2 separate regions of the Mus musculus genome follow, and region 1 is linked to region 2. A link is a contact called in public HiChIP or PLAC-seq data. All regions are on one chromosome and are shown on one strand. Each heading gives the region's core, a stretch centred on a gene start, on an enhancer-like site or on the middle of the called end of the contact. The rest is flanking DNA. Distances are from core to core; before and after follow the strand shown.

Region 1 (3,925 bases), core at 1,054-3,553, 480 kb before region 2:
CCTCAGCCACCCTCTTCCTGACAGTTGCTGGCTATGTCAACTACTTTCCCACAGCCTTCCTTGGAGTCTTGATCACAACACTCAGGATAGTCTATTATTGCCCTGGTTAATACCTGGGCACAACCTAAAGCCACCCCAGAGGAGGAAACTTCAATAAAGAAAAGGCCTCCATAAGATCAGGTTGTAGATAAGCCTAGAAGGCATTTTCTTGATTAATGGTTGATTGGGAGGGCCCAGTCTGTTGTGGGTGGGGCCATCCCAGGTTGGTGGTCTTGGGTTCTATAAACAAGCAGGCTGAGCAATCCATGGGAGCAAGTCAGTAAGCAGCACCCTCCATGGCCTATGCATCAGCTCCTGCCTCCAGGTTCCTGTCCTGCTTGAGTTCCTGTCCTGACTTCCTCCAATTATGAACTGTGGTATAGAAAGAAGTATAAGCCAAATAAACCCTTCCCAGCTTGCTTTTTTTTTTTTTTTTTTTTTTTTTTTTGGTCATGGTGTTTCATTGTGGCAACAGAAACCCTAAGTAAGGCAAATGTAGTGATTTGTTTAATGTAATAATCAAATTCTTTTAAGCACAAATCAAAGTGACTTAAAAGTAACTATTGACTGATTCCCTTCACAACGCTACAGAGGTAGGTGCTATTACCTTGGCTAATTTAGAGGTAAGGAAACTGGAGCCATGGCAGAATTACATACATACTTTTGGTCACGCGGGTAATAAGAAGAACTGGGTTCCAAACCTAGGAACTTCAGACTCAAAACAGATGCGATGAATGAGTAAACCATGTGGCTTTGTGCCACCTTCTTGCTTATCCATGAATGATACACACTGAGCTGTGAATGCACAACTTCCAAGAATACTTTTAATTTCATAAATACATTAATCATTATAAAAAATGAAATGAATCCCTAAATATACCTAAACAGAGAAAGTGACCCCAAATCCTATTCCTCTAAAATATGGCATCATTAAAAGATGGAATTGCAATAGCTTGCCTGTATCATTTTACACCCACGCAGACATAGCGGGACTGTATCATGTCCTTTTCATCGTGGCTGTCACACATCATCCTGTTCTCAGAGTTGTCTATTTGGGAAATCCTCAAAAACCTGTGTGTGTTCTTCTACGTATATGCTTTATATCCATGAAAATGGAAATCACTGGCATTTGAAAATGTGGTTGTATTAAATGTAATATTCTGCATGTTGATTTTTCTCACTTTACAGTTGATCCAGATCACATGGCAAAATCCATAAGCATTCTTTACCTGCCCCACGGCATTCCTTATACAGCACACATGTACCACATGCGTCCAGTTGTTTCCTTAGCTTGCAGGAGTTCTCTTAAATCGTTATGCTTTGGGCAGTATGCTGGGCATGTTAGGGCAACTTTAGTAAATATGAGAGGTTTTAAAACACTTAAAGTAGAATTTTAGAAAAAAAAAAACATATCCTCAAAGGATTGTTAATGTTTTAATTATAATTTCTATGAGTAAGGGAATAAGCAGAAAGTATGGGAAGAACTTACTACTTTAATAAAATTAAACAATTATCTATTCATTGTTATCTGATTAAAGCTAATTTCCCCCTGTACTCATTAAATCCTTTCCTAAGGAGATATACAATAGGACATTGTCACAAACACCACAGTCTCTAGACAGCTGAACTTTGGGATATAGTACCTACTATCCAATTCTTGTCTATGACAACATGTATAGAATATATATATTCTCTTCTTGCATACTGATTTCTAGCTGTGAAGTTCATTCTCTCTCTCTCCCTCCCCCTCCCCCCCTCCCCCTCCCCCCCTCCCCCACCTTTACAAGGTTTCTTTGTGTAGCCCTGACTGTCCTGGAACTAGCTCTTTAGACCAGTCTGGCCTCAAGGTCAGAGATCCACCTGTCTCTGCCTGCAGATTGCTGGGATTAAAGGTGCACTGCTGGCACAATCACTCTTCCTGCTGTGTTTTCCTGTGTGTCAAGCCTCAGCTTGGAATAAAGTCTCCACAGCCCCTCTGGGGACTTCTGTTCATCGACACTGAAGTACAATTTCCTCTGCAAATCTCTCATAGATCTTCTTTCCTGTTCTCCCTCATGTACAATGAATAACCTGTACCCCACATGGCCCCCACACACTCCATCCTCCGCTTTAGTACAATCCTTCCTTTAAACTCATCTATATCACATAGCAGACTTCACTTTCTTCTATTTGGAACGTGTCCTTTCCAACCTTTTCCAGAGTGGTCCTGTCTGGCATGCCTAAGGTGCTCTGCAGTGTTTGTTGACTGAGTAACAAAAGGCAGCAGAAGAATGTGTTGGATTGGAATTGTGAAAGCTTTCCACTTATCGCGAATATGGAAAGGCTCAGTGGAATCCTAGAGAAAATAATCCGAGAGCTGAGACTTTCCAGAGGGCACTTGCACGGAAAAGGAGGAGCAGAGCCTGATCAGAAGTTGAGTAAATATCCTCCAAGGCCCCTGATTATCCAGACATTGACAAAAGAAAGATTCTGCAAGGCCTGCCACTGTGTCCATGAGGAAGTCCTGGCTCAGATGATTCATGGTTAAATATTTGCATCTCTTCTAGCTAAGAAAAACAAAAGCTGTGGCATTCCATAGCCCTTAGGCATGTTAGATCTAGGGGCTTTGCCAGTTCTTTCTCCTTAGCAGTCGGTTACTAACGAGGCCCCACTTCATAAAAAAACGAAGGCATGAGAAATGGGAAGGAAGTTGAAGAGCAAGCTATCGGGTTGGAATTCAGAAAGTATATCAAGGCCAACAAAGTAATTGTGAAATTTGATTATTAATGTTTTGATACTTCGATAGACCTGTTTTCTGTTCTCCAGCAGAAACAAGCAAGATGAAGGATGGTAAATGTTTTGAGTAAAGAGAGGGGAAATATAGATAAGTTATTCCTCCAAATCTATCCAGTAAGCTGAGTGCACCGTCTCCAGATATCAACAATCAGGGTCAGAGTGGGTCTCCAAGTAAGCGGTACACTTGTTGATGGACACACTGAATGTATTTATCTCACGACAGCCTGAAAATTCCATGTTGTTATTTCCACTTCGGAGATAAGAAAATGGAGGGTAAGAAAAAAAAATAATTATCAGTAATTGAAGAAGTGAGGAGGACTTGAATTCAAGTAACAGAAAGAGAGGCAGTTAGCTAAGAGTTTCAGAATGTTATACTGTAAGATGTGCCACCAGTCGTAGGACCTTATGTACTTGCTACCAAAAAAATCTATTTTCAGCTCTATTCTTCAGGTTTAAGGTTTGGCTGGGAGGATGGGGGTCCAACATTGTTCATGGAAATCTTGCCCTTAGTATTAGAATCCATTTATAAACTTACGTGGATGAGCTTCTCAAATCCTTTCAGAAAACAATTTTTATTAAGATGTATAAACAAAAATTAATTCTGTGTGCCCCTCAGCTGTAAGGTTGGCAGAGTTCCTGAGCTTTAACTTAAAGCTCCTAAGCATTGTTAACATGGGACCAATTTCTTCCTTGGGCCATAAATATATAATTACTCATGTTTTGTTTTAATTTCACAGAGGTATACAAAATATCTTAAGCAAATCCACCACCTAATCCTTCCATGCAAAACCCAGTTTAATCTCCCTTTCCAACTTCAAGACTTTTTTGGAACCAGTACTGTCCACATGTGCACAGCTGTGGGATTATTCACAAAGGCACAGGCAACCTGTCAGTGGCCCCACCTCAAAGGAAAGTGAATCTCCTTGCTGTAGTAACCACGGGCTGCCAAGTGCTCCTTGGATGGGAATGGGGCCTCAGGAGCCCCTTGGGAGCCCTATCTAACCTCCATGCTTTCTTTCCTAAATGTTGTGTTTGAGAGCTGAAAGACCAAGAAAAAGATGTTCTGAAATCCTCCAAACTAAAACCCTCCCCAGTACTGGTACATATTATG
Region 2 (4,257 bases), core at 1,395-3,894:
TGACGCCCTCTTCTGACCTTAACAGATACTGCATAGACACGGTACAAATAGATGCATGCAAGGAAACACTCCTGTAAATTCCTTTTTCCTGAAAGAAGAAAATCAGGAACTGTTGGTCAGATATTGTTCTCTGTGGGGATGAGGGAGTGAGAAAACTGCAGGAAGTAAAAGGTTGTTGGGATTGTGACAGCTTTGTTTGGGGATCTGATTTTTCTTTGTAATCAATGAGAGAAAGAATTAAAAAAAAAACCTTTTTATACATCTCACTTCAGCTGAAAGATTTCTTTACCTTTCAGGGTCCATTTGTTCTTGTGTTTCAGCAAAAATGTGGAGTGCCTTTTGTGTACCGAACTCTCTGTGAAGTGCCAGCTAAAACAAACCCCTTCCAGGTGTAACACAGTCACAATATGTGAGGAAACATGGAGACAAATGTCACCACAATGCTTCATACGAGTCTGTTTTAGCAGCTTCCTGTTCTGTCTCAGAAAAAGGACACGCTCTGGCAGGCTTCCCTCTAGCTCCTCTCAGTGTCAAAGGGCTTTTAACAAAGACTGTCTTATATTATTGGAAGTCAAACCTGTAAGAAAAGCAGTTTGCTGAGGATGTCAGGAGGTAGGGTACAAGGTCATTCAAGATATTTGTGCTGGATAATTGTAGCTTCACATGATACAAGCTAAATTCATCTGAAAGGAGGGAATCTCAATTAAGAAAATGCCTCCCTAAGATCTGGGTTGAAGGCAAGCTTGTAAAGCATTAAAAAAAAAAAATTAGTGATTGATAAGGCCCAGTCCATTGAGGGATGGTGGTGCCATTCCTGGCCTGGTGGTCCTGTTCTATAAGAAAGCAGGGTGAGCAAGCCATGGGGAGCAAGCCAGTAAGCAGCATCCCTTCATGGCCTCTACATCAGCTCTTGCCTCCAGGTTCCTGCCCTGCTTGAGTTCATGTCCTAGCTTTCTTCAGTGACGGATTGACTACAAGGTGGAAGAATAAGCCAACTAAATCCTTTCCTTCCCAACTTGGTTTTTGGTGTTTTGTTTCAGCAATAGTAAGATCAACTAAGACAACACTGTTCTCTTCTAATTGTTTAAAGAGCTCTTTTAAGGTTCCTGAAAGCTGGAGATAGTGGCATGGCTTTGGGGCAGGCCTATGGTCTTTCCTCCCTATGCCCATGAGACCCTGCCAGGATAAAGGACTGGTGCATGTAGTCAGTGGAGAGCAATAGAATGACACAAAACCTCCATGTATAACTAGGTCTCAGGGAGTGTTGTTTGTGACTCTGGCAGCTGGGGATTCTTTATGACCTATCATACTACTGCATAGAGACAGTGTCTCTTTCTGCAGCTCTTTGCTATCAGACAGTAGGATACTGAAAAAGCAACTTCGGTATCTGATATGTCCGTGGCTTAAACAGATCCCACTTGCCACCGTCAACACGCACATACGTGTGCATGCACAGGTACACAAGGCAGATAATTTCATACAGCAACCACCCTCCTTGGTTTCAGGATTGGCAGAATTCTAAACATTCTGCTCCATTTTCAAACTTAGTTTCATACTGTATATTCTCATTATATTAAGTGTATAATCGCCACAGAAACACTGTGCTATGGTGGGGGGGGTGTTACAGTTCTTCTTGGCCCTAGTGACCCCCATCCAATTCCTGAGAACTTTCAGTGTCCTCCTGGGAATTTTTTCTGGGTCCTGGTTTCTCCCATCCTGGTGGCTCCATTTGATCCTAGAGAGCAATGGCAGGATTAGGATGGGTGGGGTCAGGATTTTAAAGCAGAGCCCTGGATGTCACTTTGATGTGCATCCTGCTTCTCCATGGCTGTAAATAGACTGAACCTTGGGAAGGTAAAGATTATTAGACCAATGGCTCTCAATTTCCCTAATGCTGTGATCCTTTATTGCAGTTCCTCATGTCGTGGTGACCCCTAACCATAAAATTATTTGCACTGCTACTTCATAACTGTGTTTTTGCTACTGTTATGAATCATAATGTAAATATCTGATATGCAGGATATCTAGTATACAACCCCCGTGAAATGGTCATCTGACCCCCAAAAGGATGACAACTTACAGGTGGGGAACCATTGGATTAGACAGTCCAAGCATTTTTAGTTTTCACTCCATTGTGAATCATAGATGTGATGTTGAACAAGTCATTTAACTCTTAGGCTCAGGTTTCTTCAACTGAAAAAAAAAATGGGGATGCAATTGGTACCAAACTCATGGTATGTTCTAGCACTTTAACACACACAGAACAGGAGCTGGGAAATAGAAGTTATAAACCCAGGGCCTTCTTTTAATATCACCACTATAATCCATTAGCTACTATTAGTACAAAGGGTCCTAAATTTGCAGGGACACACAAAGACACGCACAGAGACACACAGACACACAACCTCTTCAAGGGTTCTGCTAAACACAGGGAAGGCATGCCGAGGGTGAGAGGCCAACTTTAACAAAGGCAAACCTTTTGTCTGCAACTTCAGGGTAATGAGAGTTGTGCAAACCCTGTTGGTTGGCATGGAGCTGATCCAGCAGAGCTTGCATCCTGAGATCTCTCTTCTGTTTGCCTCTGCTTACACCCATCCCCCACCCCACCAACTTGCTAGCCTCATTCTTTTCTCTGACTCAGCCAGCAGGCATCTTAAAAACCAACACAGGAAAATCCACTGCCAAACATCTCAGCACCCAAGCGTCTTAGCATTGTCTTACCCTCTGACTCTCCTTGGCACAATGTTCTTCCCGGTGAATTGTGGGTATTTATTAATGTACCCCCGTACCCACACTTTCCTTCTCCACAACCAACTCCATAACAAATTGTGGCATTTGTGTTACAACTTAGTTTGGAATCTGAGCCCTGAGTTTTACCCCCAAATGTATGTGTTTCTAAATATTGACTTATAATTCTATTTGAGTCCAAATGGCATGTTCGAATATTCCCTGTCTATTCAGATTATTGGTGACTGAACAATTAAGTGTTTTCCAGGTGGTTTCACTTAAACTCCAACCTCTTTCTCTAACCCTTACTAGTGTTTTATTAAGAGATCAGCCAATTTGTGTTTGGTTGCAGCCCAGGAGTGGGGGTGGGGGTGCGGGTGTCTTATGGCGATTAGATAGAGGCCAGCTTGCTTTCAGAAAATGCAATCTTAAGATAGGGGGGCCATGCTGACTTCCTGTCTTCGACACAACTAGTCTGCCTTATCTAGCTCCATGAAGGACAGTAGCTTAGAAAATAGGCCTGTAAAAATGGAATCTATCTTCCTTGACATTTGCCAAGCTCAAAGGAACATTGTTGATTTAAATAAAAGAAACACCAACCAACCAACCAACCCCACTATCCAGATAGTGACAGAGTAATGAACGGTGTCATTAAATTGAAAACCTAGAGCAAAAATAGGAAAAGGAATGAGGAAGATGCTAGGCACAGGAGAAGGAAGGCAGTTCTCCATCAACAGTGGCTGCCAAGAACAAGCTGGGTCCTCAGTGGCTCTCTATGGAGTGTCTAAGATGTCACAGAGTCAGCAAGACAGTGATCAGTGTGATCCTTTTTTCCTGAAAAATTTTATTTATTTTTATTTTTAAAATTATTTTTTTTACACTCCATATTCCATTCCTCGCCCCCTGCCCCAATCCACCCTCTGACTGCTCCACATCCCACACCTCTTCCCCACCCCTGTGTCCACCTGGATGCCCCATCCCCCCACCCCTCCACCCCACTTGACCTCTAAACTCCCTGGGGCCTCCAGTCTCTTGAGGGTTAGGTGCATCATCTCTGAATGAACACAGATCCAGAAGTCCTCTACTGTATGTGTGTTGGGGGTCTCATATCAGCTGGTGTATGCTGTCCGTTTGGTGGTCCAGTGTTTGAGAGATCTCGAGGACCCAGATTAGTTGAGACTGCTGGTCCTCCTATAGGATCACCCTTCTCCTTAGCTTCTTTCAGCCTTCCCTAATTCACCAACAGGGGTGAGCTACTTCTGTCCATTGGTTGAGTGTAAATATCTGCATCTGACTCTTTCAGCTGCTCGTTGGGTCTTTTGGAGGGCAGTCCTGCTAAGTCCCTTTTTGTGAGCTCTCCATAGCCTCAGTAATAGTGTCAGGCCTTAGGACCTGCCCTTGAGCTGGATCCATGGTTCCTATGTATAAGCAGATCCTAGGAATCATGGATGATATTAGGCCCAGAGGCTGAACACAGCTGGATGGGAAGGAGCTTCCATCCCTTTCTCAGGTCCATCTGATTTTTGCCTA

The links. HiChIP or PLAC-seq counts read pairs in DNA pulled down with a chosen protein or histone mark.
Region 1: a contact with region 2 is called in a FOXA1 HiChIP or PLAC-seq map of pancreatic cancer cells. The contact joins two enhancer-like sites. A contact is called at or near these places in 1 of 484 Hi-C or Micro-C datasets (embryonic stem cells) and 2 of 115 datasets of contacts at active chromatin or transcription factors (extraembryonic endoderm stem cells and pancreatic cancer cells).

The regions. Positions count from the first base shown.
Region 1 is chr8:32,198,674-32,202,598 of GRCm38.p6, reverse strand. It overlaps a transcript of Nrg1 not described here. Among named protein-coding and RNA genes, the nearest start is that of Gm22140, 14 kb to the right of the region's middle. Within about 2 kb of position 2,303, at least 38 of the 459 cell types and tissues checked have an H3K27ac peak or open chromatin away from gene starts, as enhancers often do. A contact at or near this core is called in pancreatic cancer cells, where this site is marked.
Region 2 is chr8:31,719,113-31,723,369 of GRCm38.p6, reverse strand. No RefSeq gene overlaps it. Among named protein-coding and RNA genes, the nearest start is that of Nrg1, 200 kb to the left of the region's middle. Within about 2 kb of position 2,644, at least 55 of the 459 cell types and tissues checked have an H3K27ac peak or open chromatin away from gene starts, as enhancers often do. A contact at or near this core is called in pancreatic cancer cells, where this site is marked.